3 separate regions of the Mus musculus genome follow, and all the other regions are linked to region 1. The links are chromatin contacts, called in public HiChIP or PLAC-seq maps. All regions are on one chromosome and are shown on one strand. The core of a region is the stretch at or near the end of the contact, and the rest is flanking DNA. Distances in the headings are between cores, read along the strand shown. Region 1 has its middle 70 kb from the start of Chsy1. Region 2 overlaps Lrrk1 (leucine-rich repeat kinase 1). Region 3 overlaps Lrrk1 (leucine-rich repeat kinase 1).

The links. HiChIP or PLAC-seq counts read pairs in DNA pulled down with a chosen protein or histone mark.
Region 2: a contact with region 1 is called in a FOXA1 HiChIP or PLAC-seq map of pancreatic cancer cells. The contact joins two enhancer-like sites. A contact is called at or near these places in 1 of 115 datasets of contacts at active chromatin or transcription factors (pancreatic cancer cells) and 1 of 9 other capture datasets (adipose tissue).
Region 3: a FOXA1 HiChIP or PLAC-seq map of pancreatic cancer cells shows a contact between it and region 1. The contact joins two enhancer-like sites. A contact is called at or near these places in 1 of 484 Hi-C or Micro-C datasets (CD8 T cells), 3 of 115 datasets of contacts at active chromatin or transcription factors (CD8 T cells, bone marrow-derived dendritic cells and pancreatic cancer cells) and 1 of 9 other capture datasets (adipose tissue).

What each region holds. Positions count from the first base shown.
Region 1 is chr7:66,177,451-66,181,444 of GRCm38.p6, reverse strand. No RefSeq gene overlaps it. Among named protein-coding and RNA genes, the nearest start is that of Chsy1, 70 kb to the right of the region's middle. Within about 2 kb of position 2,009, at least 151 of the 459 cell types and tissues checked have an H3K27ac peak or open chromatin away from gene starts, as enhancers often do. A contact at or near this core is called in pancreatic cancer cells, where this site is marked.
Region 2 is chr7:66,337,865-66,341,642 of GRCm38.p6, reverse strand. All of the region lies in intron 3 of Lrrk1 (leucine-rich repeat kinase 1), which reads left to right. Among named protein-coding and RNA genes, the nearest start is that of Mir7057, 42 kb to the left of the region's middle. Within about 2 kb of position 1,827, at least 74 of the 459 cell types and tissues checked have an H3K27ac peak or open chromatin away from gene starts, as enhancers often do. A contact at or near this core is called in pancreatic cancer cells, where this site is marked.
Region 3 is chr7:66,367,337-66,371,000 of GRCm38.p6, reverse strand. All of the region lies in intron 2 of Lrrk1 (leucine-rich repeat kinase 1), which reads left to right. Among named protein-coding and RNA genes, the nearest start is that of Mir7057, 13 kb to the left of the region's middle. Within about 2 kb of position 1,715, at least 99 of the 459 cell types and tissues checked have an H3K27ac peak or open chromatin away from gene starts, as enhancers often do. A contact at or near this core is called in pancreatic cancer cells, where this site is marked.

The DNA.
Region 1 (3,994 bases), core at 760-3,259:
TCAGTGACCACCATTTCCTGGTAGTAGGTGAGTACTCTAAGCTGAGGATCTTATATCCCTGACAAGCAAAACACGTAACGCATTCCCATCCCCACCTCCATCGCCACCACATCCCCACCTCCATCGCCACCACACACCAGCTACCAGAATGAGGCTCATCTGTTTGGACAGATCTATCAGTTACTAGCTCTGTGACCCTAGGCACGTTACTCACGCTCTCTGAGCTTCAGTTTCTCATCAGAAGCCAAGGCCAGGAACACAGAACTCACAGGCACAGAGAGAGCCATGAATGAGGTAACAGCCCTTGAGTGCTAGGCACTGAGTCACTGACCCAGGAACACTCACTTCAGGATTCCAGCTGAGAGGTATTCCGTGGCTCTTGTCTTTCACTGAGAGCCGTTTGGTTTTTTTCTTGGAAAAGCTGAAAGCCACAGCTGCCTTTATAGGAGTATCTCATTTTAGCTCTGATTTTCCTTTGACACATACCCCAGCCAACACAAAGGCTGACTAACTCGGCTTTGCACAGTGACTTATCACATCCCTCATGGGGCTCCAAGATGGCTGGATCCTGCTCCTGCCCAGTCCGCTATGCTAGCTGGGTCACAGGGAAGTGAAGATTTGGCATTTGCAGCTAAAACCTAGAACCTGCTATGACAAGCGGGAAGAAACCTTGGTCCGAGGCTGGTACTGGCCAAGTCTGCAGGTGTGCCCAGAAGAGGGAGGGGGCACTCCAGATGCCACGTGACTGGAGCTCAGGTTCTTCTGGTTCATGCTTGGGTGCAGAGATGAGGCAGGGGTTATGTGGACAGGTAAAGTCAGAAAGGCAGCTGAGGACCACTGGGTAAAGTGCAGGATGGTCGGATCAAGCAGTAGTTTCAGGGGACATGACAGGTGGTGATGGTACTTGCCATTATAGCTGACATAAAACCACAAAATACCCCGTCAGTCTTGGGGAGGAGATGGGTAACCATGCCCTCTTTACAGAGCAGGAAACCAAACTCTGACACAGGAAATCTGCCCAAGATCACATAGCAGCAGATTGGGACCTGAGGTCTATGGAGTTGACTCAAACCAGTGCTTTGTGGCAAAACCAACTTAGAAAAAAAAAAATTAAGCCTGCTTTGAAGCACTGGCCATTTCCTGAAGTGTAAATGATTACTGACTCGCATTGTGATATCACAGGCAGGGCTGGAAATGAGGCGTGTTCTCCAGTCTGAGCTGGCCCAGAACACTGCTGACCCAAACTCAGTTCTGTTTGGTTCCGAGCCTGTGGCTCTTGTGTAAGGGGAATGGCGTGACAGTCCTTTGTGTAGACACCCTTCCCTGCACATTCTCATGAGTCTATGTAACCACGGGTTATCTGTAAAGTGGGCTACTCAGATACATCCCACAGTATGAAGACCCGTTATCCTTCCTCTGGTCTTGAGCCCTGGGTCACCTGGTATTTCAGGATGTACAGCTGAGCCAGCGTCCCTCCCAATTTAGAGTCACAGTAAGGCAACAGCCTTCAGTGATGTTGGCTGAGATGCAGGGAGCAGGGTAGCATGCTTGCATCCGGTTCTCTGGCTCACCCCAGAGCCACAGACTGGCACTGGTCCTAGATTTGAGGTAACGGATACCTGTTCACTCAGAGCCAAAGCACAGCCATTGTTTGTCCCAAGTAGAGATTGTGTTCCTGATGTCACAATCAGAATTCAGCCTGCACAGCATTCCTGTTGCACGTTGGCAACCTCGAATTCTCTCAGATGACTTCTTTTTCGGACAATCTGTGGCAGTTTTATACCTATTCTTTGGAATTCTATGTGATTCTGAGTCTTGGGGCTCATGAATATTTTCCTCCTCATTTGAAACTGAGAGGCAGCCAGGAAGGATGCTTGCTATGGGGCACTCCTCCCGGGAGGTAGGGAGAGGGCCCTGGGTGGAATTGCGCAGTGGAGCAGTCAGGGAGCAATTAGCTGCGGTTCAAAGGGAAGCGCCACCCTGAGCAGCCCTCACATGAGGGGAGGCTAGAGAGATGGTGTGCGCATGCCTACAGCCTCTGAGCTAACAGAAGCAAGTGGAAGCCAAACATATTCCTTGCTTCAGCGCTGGCCCTGGCAGCTGAGAGGAAACTTCTGGGCAGGCACAGCACCTAAGGCTGCCCAGCGACTTCTGGCAGACCCACAGGAAACCAGCTGGGGCTGGACAGGGCTTTCCAATCCGTCCACACTGATGAAATCTACCAGTCACATCCGCCCAAGGATGTGGCCCAGACAGTCACTGCCCTGACAAGCCATCTCAGAGAAACGGCTGGCACTCAGGATCTTGAGGGCACAGCCTCTCAGGGGGAAAGGCCTACCTCTGAATCTAATTTTAAAGACCCACGAGTCATAATGTAAACTCATTTCCCATTGATGGTTGCCACATCTACCTCTGGACCTTGGAAAGTCGCTAGGGCAGATATGACTATGGTCAGTTCCCTGCAGCCCAAGGTCCCTAACGAAATCCTCAGGGCACTGGTGCTGGGGGTGGGACAAGTGCTGTCCCTGCCCAGCTGTCTTCCTTTGCCCACTCTTCTGATACAACTCCCATTTGTGGAGTCTTCATTGCTGGAACAAACCCATGGCTAAACACTATCTTCCAACTTAGTGATGTACTGGGTCTTCCGGGAACATCAAAGCCAACATCCATTTTCTTGTTTTTTTGTTTTGTTTTGTTAGGTTTTTTTGAGACACGGTTTTTCTGTGTAGTCTTGGCTATCCTATAATTTGCTCTGTAGACCAGGCTGGCCTCAAACTTAGAGATCCACCCGCCTCTGCCTCCAGAGTGTTGGGATTAAAGGTGTATGCCACCATCCCCAATCGACAGTAAAAAAAATCTTAACTAACACCTATTAAATGTAATTTTATAAAATAGCCTTCAAAACTAGCCTAGGGCACAGGTTAAGTAGCTCCATGGTTGCCAATCAAGTTCACCCCCATGTATTTGCAAATACGCATTTTCCCACCAGAAAAACCATACCTGGTTTCTAGAGGGACACCTGGTGGCACTGCCCCGCTTTATCCCGCACCACTGCCATGCCAGCATGTCAGGAACCCCCTATGGTGAGCTGGCGGCTTCCATTTCTCATCTGTCTCCAGGGCAAGGCTCCGAGTGGACCACATTCCCTAAAAGGCTATGTGTCTGAAGCTCGCCTGACTCACCATTATGTCTGCCCTCTCTTTGTTTTGCCATGACTCAAGTTTTGTGGCCATGGGGTTGAGTTTGGGAGTAGCTCTTTTTCCTAGGATGGTGCAGCCAACAACATACTGAGCACTGTCTTCCCACAGTGATTCTCAGATATGATTTGGTTGTTCAGGTTTCTTTATGCCTGTTTTGTGCTTGCGTGGTACTGGGGCTCAAAACCAGTCTTACACATGGTAGGTAAGTGTGCAACCACTGAGCTATATTCCAGTACCTTATTTGGTTTTAATTTGAAAAAAATTTTTAAAAAAGATTTATTTTTAAATGTGCTGTCTGTGAGAAAACATATTCACGGAAGTGCAGGTGCCCGCAGGCCCAGAAAGGAGGGCTGGAGGTCCTGGGACTGGAGTCACCCTATGTGGATGCTGGGAACACAACTCAGGTTCTCTAGAAGCAATGTACACTCCTAACCATTGAGCTATGCTGTCAGCCTTATTAGAAATGCTAGCGGGTACAATGTGTCACTGTGGACCAAATGAACTCCCAGTTGCCTGCACGTTGTCACAGATGGTCAAACCCCAGTTACCCAAGGATTGGTTGGAGGGCCCCTGCCAAAATCTGTGATACCCAATCTTTTACAGAAAATGGTGTCGGATCTACACAGAACTTACAAATATTCTTCCTGTAGCTTTAAATCACCTCTAACTCAATACCTACTACCGTGTACCACTGCAACAAAAAGGGCAAAAAGCCTATACACGTTTAGTAGACAGAATTTCTCCCGATTTTTAATCCAACGGAGGCTTGAAATACTTCCTTTACAATACTGAGA
Region 2 (3,778 bases), core at 578-3,077, 160 kb before region 1:
AAGCCCGTCCCTAATGTGCCCAAACACTGCCTCTTCATTGACTTGATACGTTTTCTTCTAGCCTGCTGCTCAGGTGGAGTGTTGCACTTCTGATAATATACGATGAATCATGTAGGTAATATAAATACAGATCATTGATTTGCATATACTTTGTGTTTGCTTCTATTATATGCAGGGTTTTCTGCAGGACTGTAAATTCATTGCAGGCATTGCCATTGATGGCTGCATAGTATTCCCTGTAATAGAGAGGACATAACTTAAATTCAATCCACTCCTCTTGATTGGAAATTTGGCTTATTTCAAATTTCTTACCAGTAATGTACAGAATTTTTTGCCTATTTGTTTTCTTATTGTAAGGCTATTTTCTTAGCATGCGTGGGTGTCCCAAATGGAGAGTATAGGTATGCACGCTTTTGTTAGCACATTAATATAAAACAGTGAGTTTTGTTTTGACACTTTCATACATGACGTATGCCAAACCATTGGCTAAAAAGCAAACCCAAAATTACCCTCCTGCCAACAGCTCACGGGGAATAAGAATTGAATGTTACCGTGGAAACCCTTCATCAATACTTTGTTTGCATTACTTTGGTTAGCCTAGGCTTAATCATTTAATTTAATGTTAGAAATGATTCCATTTTTAAGCCTCTAGCCAATTCTCAGAAAAGTCAGAGATTGGGAGACAATGAGCACCGTGAAGAGGACATTTGATATTGCTCTGGTTATGAATTCTCGGGGCCACACCTATGTGTGCGAGATGGCCCAACTGTTGGGTCCACAAGGTGATGTAATCCCCAGTGTTCCCTGGCTGTAGGATGCTATGAAGAATTCCCAAAGCGTCAGATAACAGCTCAACACAATTTGAAAAGCTCTCCAATATAGTTTCAGTAAATAAGCCGGTAACTTCTATTAAGAAGGACGAATGGATGCAGGCATGCAGAAGAAAGTCATGTACTAGTGCATATAAAAAATAAAAACAATTAGGCGTGATTTTAAAAACTGAAGAGAAGCTGGTGGAACTGGTGTGCGTCTCAGCATTCCTCTCTCGGTGCAGCTGAGAACCCTGCACATTCCGTACACAGCAATGCTGCATGCACTGCAGTGGACATTTTCAAGTGAGAGAGAAAAGACCTGCTAGTGTGGTCAGAGCTGGGGGGGGGTGTTGCACCTCTGGGGGGTCCCTCTCACCTTCGTTGCATCCCTGATAGAACAACAAGAAGCTGGCGACTCAGAAACAAATGGACACAGACAAAGAAGCTCTAAGGGAAGGCAGAGCACTAGGCAAGGGCAGCATGAAAAAACAGTCTATAGGCAACGCCCAGCCACACCATAGCAGTGTCTGCAGCCCTTCCCCATCACACTCCTGCCAAGGCCAGGTGGAGAGGCTCTAACCCAGCCAGGCTGTAAAAGTTGTCCCAGTCATCCAAGAAGTCTGCTGGGAGCTGGGACGTTAATCAGCACTCAGGCACTAGGTGGTAATATAATAACCATCCCCCCAACATACACACACACACACACACACACACACACACACACTGCTTTCACTGGAGACCTAAGGAGCATGAAAGACCTTCCTGCCCAACAGGACCCAGGAGTCCATTCCCCTTGTCCCATCTAATTCTGAGTAGTTCCTGTTTTCCCAGGAGTGATTAATCCACACAACTGTTCACCCACCAGAGTTAGCAGAGTCCAAGCCCAGGACTTGAATAGGATCCCGTTCCTAAAATACATTTTCACTAATCACCAGATCCTAATAAACACACTCTCCTCAGGAAACAGAAAAATATCACTCAGAGAGAACAGGGCAGCCACAGTGTCCGCAGCTGGATGAGTCAGACGTTTGGAAGCTCAGACAAGACCTCTAAAACAGACCAAACACTCCTGCGAGCAAACACGAGCATGCTTAAAGCAAAAGTAAACAGCAGGAGTCACCAAAGAAGGAGTGTCATGGAGGAGCAAAGGGGGATGAAATGGAAATTTTAGAATCTCTAAAATACAATAGCTGAAGGTTTCTTTTGTAGACAGACTCAAGTCTAGAATAGAGAAGACAGAAGAAAGAATCTATACCCTGATAGATTGAGAAGGAGGGAAGGGGAGAATGAGAGGGAAGGGAAAAAGGAAGACACAGGGAGGAGGAGAGATGGGAGAAGGGGAGATGGAAAAGAAGGGGGAGAGATGGGAAGAAAGAGGGCGAGATATGGGGAGGGGAGAGGAGAGGAAGGAGAAGAGAACGAGAAAAGGGAGAGATGGGGATGGAGGAAGGAAGAAAGGAAAGGGAGGGGAGAGGGAGAGATGGAGAAGGGAAAGGGTAGAGAAGAAAGGGGAAGAGGAAGGGGGAGAGGGAGTGAGGAAGGAGCAAGAGATTGAAAGAGCCCCAGAGGAGGTAAGAATTTTAGCTGAACTCATGCTCTCAGAGTCCACAAGGAGTGGAAGGAAACGCACTGAACCCTAATTTAGGAAACTGAAAACTCCTCCAAAGCAGAGAAGACAAAGCCAGCAGAGTGGAGAAGCAAGAAGGTCCCCGACAGGAGCGATGTCAGTGACCAGTGCTCCCCACATATCATACTCAAGCCACCATAAAAACAAAAGAAACAAAACCAAAACTATTGAAAGCTCTGAAGCTCTGGGGGGAGGAGAGAGAGAGAGGGAGAGGAAGAGGGAGAAGGAGATATGTTTCCTTGGGGGGGGGGAACAATTTGAACGACATTGTCAGACACCAAGGATCCAGGGGAAGTGACACAAAGCACTAACGAAGGAGAGGGGTCAACTTAAAGCCCCATGGCCTGGAGAATACCCCTCAAGAAGGAAGAGAAAATGAATACATTCTGGAATGATGGAGATGAGAGAACTAACGTCTGGAAGGAAGGTGTCCCTAACGGAGCAGCTATACCTAAAGGACGAACCAAGCAAGGGCTGTTGGGAATTAGGAGCCTGGTGAGAACAAAGCACAAGCACACAGAATAGGCTGTTAGTTCATTCTTTGTCCCTCGAGTTGTATTTGACAGTTGAAGCAAACGGAACCATCGCTTAATACAGCTCTTAATATAGAAAGAGGGGATTTTTAAAAACAAGGCAATTATCTAATAAAGGTAAAATTTCAATGCTATCTAAACTGATTTTAAAATTACTGAAAATAGTACTTTATCGGTCTATTTTAGTAGGCTACATATCTATAATGCAATACCTGAAGCAATCATTTACAAAACTGCATATAGCCGGATATGATGGTGCATGCCTTTAATCTCAGCACTTGGGAGGAAGGCAGCAGATCTACAAAGAGGTACACATAGAGTTCCAGACTAACCGAGGATACATGGTGAGTCACTGTCTACAAACGATTAAACATTAAAACTGTCATAGCGCTATATAAAAAACAGTATAACCAAATCAAAACAAATCAAGCTGCTCACAGGGGAAAAAAATAAAAATGAAAGTAAACAAAAGCAAACACAATCACATGGCAGACTTAAATTCAACATCTAAATAATTATATTAAATATAATTGATTTAAATCCATGAGCTTAGTTCCAGAGTTTTACAGGTAGGATTTTTAAAAAGAATAAGAAATGGATATTACCTGTGAGAAACTCACTTTAAATACAATGGTGTGTGTATTAAATACAGTGTGAGTATATGCATGTGTGAGAGTGTTTGTGTGTGTGTGTATGAGTGTGTGAGTATATATGTATGTGTGAGTGTGTGTGTGAGTGTGCATGTGAGTGAGTATGTGTATGTATATGTATGCATGTGTTTGAGTGTTGTAAATGTAAGTGTGTGA
Region 3 (3,664 bases), core at 466-2,965, 190 kb before region 1:
AAGTCTACAGGAGGATTGCATAGGTTCTATGTAAATACTGTATGACACTTGACACAAAAGCTGTCACATCCATGAGTTTTGCCATCCAGAAGAAGCCTGGATCCAATCCCTCCAGATGCCAAGGATTGACAGTGCCTGTCACATTCTCTAAGGAAAGACATATAATATTTTGCCTACTTAAACAGATGTGGGTGCTGGGAATTGAACTCAGGATCTCTGGAAGAGCAGCCAGAGTTCCTAACCGCTGAGCCATCTCTCTAGCCCCGACCTTCTGCTTCTTGATTTGATTTTGTCTATATAGTTTTCCAGTGTTTTAGCATAATGGCATCCGGATTCTTGCAAAAAAAAAAATTTAATTGTTACTCTCGACATAAAATTCAGAAGCTTAAAAGAAAATACAATGAAAACCTTGCCTTCCCACCTTCCCACCCACTCCCTGTCTTCTAGTTTCCTTTTCTTCCAAAGAACAGACAGATGCCCGCTTCCCCTTGCTACTTTTTAAGCTCAGAAACCACAGGTTCTGTCTACTGCACACAACTCTGTGAGTCTCTGTTCTCATCTGATTTCAGAAGCTAAGCAGGGTCGGGCCTGGCTAGTGTTTGGACAGGAGGAGCTATGCTTTCTTAAGCTTGAGTTCACAGTGGTGGCTTTCTCATCCATAAACCTTTAGCCTGTGTAACATTTTATGCTTTCTCTCCATTTAATGTTGTGTGTGTGGTGTGTGTGTGCATCACAAAATGAAAGAGACTAATGTAATAAACTCCATGGTGTCTGTCACGTGGCGTCAGCTAATTTACACTTGGCCCGTCTTGGTCTGTGAATGCTCTACCTCTCTCCAGATGCCTGGGACCTACACACAGATTTACAACTTCAGAAGTCTAAAAGCATTCAGGGCACATTACATGCATACTTTAAATTTTTTTTAAAAAATTCCATTAATATTATCTAATCGGTATTTGTGTGTGCCTCCTTTATCTATTCACTCATTTTAACTACTGTTTTTCTCCAGTTCAGCTGGCTGGTGTTGTCTCTGTGTCCTGTAGAGCAACACTGTCCTAAGACTCTTACTTTCTATTTTCTCCCTCATTTCTGTTTTCTGTGCAGTTTCATTGCTGATAAATCCACATGATCTTTGCCGGTTCCCACTGTCTGGATCTTGGCTTTGCATTCTTGTGTGGGCTGGCTTGTTTTCCTCTTCCCCACGGTTTCTTTGGACCTGGAGGGCTGGATAGATTCAGGGAGATTTGTTGGCAAGAGCACCAGGGGTCTGTGCATGTCCCTCCTACTTTGCCTCAGGAGTTAAAGAATGTCTGGTGTCTCTCTTTGATATTTAGATTTTTTTTTTCCCAGAGATTTTTTAACTGGTGTCATTATTAAGGTCCTGATGGGTTTTCCAGTGTGTACACAGTGGGAAATCCTGGCTTTGATCCCCAGTTCTTTATGAAACCAGGTGTGATAACAAATACCCATAACCCCAGCACTCAGGAATCAAAGGCAGGAAGATTAGAAGTTCAAGGTCATCTTGACTCTGCAGTGAGTTGAAGCCAACCTGGGCTACATCAGATCCTGTCTCAACAAGAGGAAAGGGTGCTCTTAGATCCTTCTTCAGGGATTAGCAGATAGGCATCTCTAGGCAGCATCTTCTCTGTGCTTCCTTTGGTGTCAGCTATGGGGGAATGTCAGGACTCTTGGCTCTTCCCTGTTTGTTTTTCTATGGTGAGTCAGCTCCTGAGTATCCTTCACAGGCAACCAATGAGGGCTTTACCCTCTCAGTATCACTATGAGCTAAATTGTTCCTCTTTGGCTAGTAGGCCCCTTTGGTTGCTTCCTCTGTGTTTGGCACAAACCATCTGTCAGAGAGTGGCCTTGCTTGCTTACCTGACAAGGTTGTACTTACCCTATCCGGGACCTGGAGCTCAACGCCTCTTCGAGAAGTCCCATTTTTCTTGGCTGGTCCCATGACTTTATTTATTTTATTTATTTTCTATTCTTTGGTGCATGCTTTGTCTTGTTCCAGCTGCTGCTCATGGTGCCTCATGATTGCTTCTCTCCCTCCCACCTCCCTCCCTCCCTCCCTCCCTCCTGCCTCCCTCAATCCATCCCACCCCTTGGCTTCCATGTCTCAATTTTGGTCAGTCTGTCTTTCCTTAAGATTTTATTTCACTACTCCTTTAATGGAGCTGACTTGGCTTTTTTTTTCCTTTCTCTTTTCTTTATATTTTATATTCTTCTTTCTTTTTCTACATTTCCCACTTCCTTTTCCAATTTCTTGCCTAGTATCCTGCCATTTCTGAGAACTTGTCTTAATTCAATTTGGGAATTATTCTCACCGATTCAATTATATTCTTAGAGTAGATTGTATTAGATAATTCTTAAAAATTTTTATTTTTATTTGATTTTTTGAGAATTTATTTATTTAATTTTATGTATATAAGTGTCTTGTCTGCATGTATGACTGTGTACCACATGCAAGTCTGGTGTCCCCAGGAGGACAGAAGAGGGTGTCAGATCCCCTGGGCCTGGAGGTATGGATAGTGGCCATCTGCCATATGAGTGCTGGGAATTGAACTCGGATCCTCCATAAGAGCAGCTAGAACTCTATCCCTGACCCATCCCTCCACGCCCACTTTTAAAATTTTTTTATTATAGACTTATTTTGATAAAAAGGAACCCACTCCTTTTTCAATCCGTGGCTCCACCTGTGCATTCAACTGAGTGTCAAAAATAAGCGTGGGAAAAAAATGACCTCTGTGTTGGCCGCTTTCAGAGCCCATGCTCGTAAGGCTTCCCATAGGACAATTATTAGCTTACACTTACGTAGTGCTGAGTGTCATCAGTAACCTGTGGATGCCACCTGCACGTGCTACATCATTTAATAAAACAGGTTGAGTACCTGCAGATATTGGTGTGGAAGGGCAATCCTGGACTCCCCTTGAGTACATGTGGGGACGGGGCAACTGTGCCCTCCGTGTCTCTTTCCTGCTTGTCTCTGCTTCCCTGCCTCTGCTACTGTAGCCTCTGCTTGACTTTCCAGATCACAGCGGTCACTCCCGCACCTTCTGCACTTTCTGTACCTCACCTGCTTCTCTACTGTCCAGCTTCTCTGGTTTTCATTTAGTTCCCTGGGTGTTTTGTTTTGTTGTTTGTTGGTTGGTTGTTTGGTTGGTTGGTTAGTTGGTTGGTTTTTCTAGCTGGTTCTGGGTAGAGACGGGTCTCTGAGATGCTGGAGAGTGGCCCTGAGACACTCCATGGGGGGGGGGGGGTTCAGGTGCTGAGTCAGCCTGTCCCCAGGATGAGGTGACATTAGCTTTCACCATGAGAGCCTAGATCTCCCTCATTCCAGTGACTAGCTTACATTTCCCCTACCCTATTTAGAGCAGTAACAAAAGGATATACTGAGAAATTCATACTCTGAGCTCAGCCAGACCCTGCCCCTCACAGACACTGTCTCTATCAGCTGCCCATACCTCCACGTGAACTCTGTCTGTACCTGTGCCATGGGTCACATCTGCCTGGCATCCTGTGAGAATATATACTGGGCTGAATACCAACTTCTCTAGCAATTTGGTTCATCTCTGGTCTTCCTCAAGGGTTGTGGCTATCTGGTTGGGTTTCAGTCTTTGTGTTTGAGACTCCCCTCATGGATTTCTGTGCAGCCTCTATC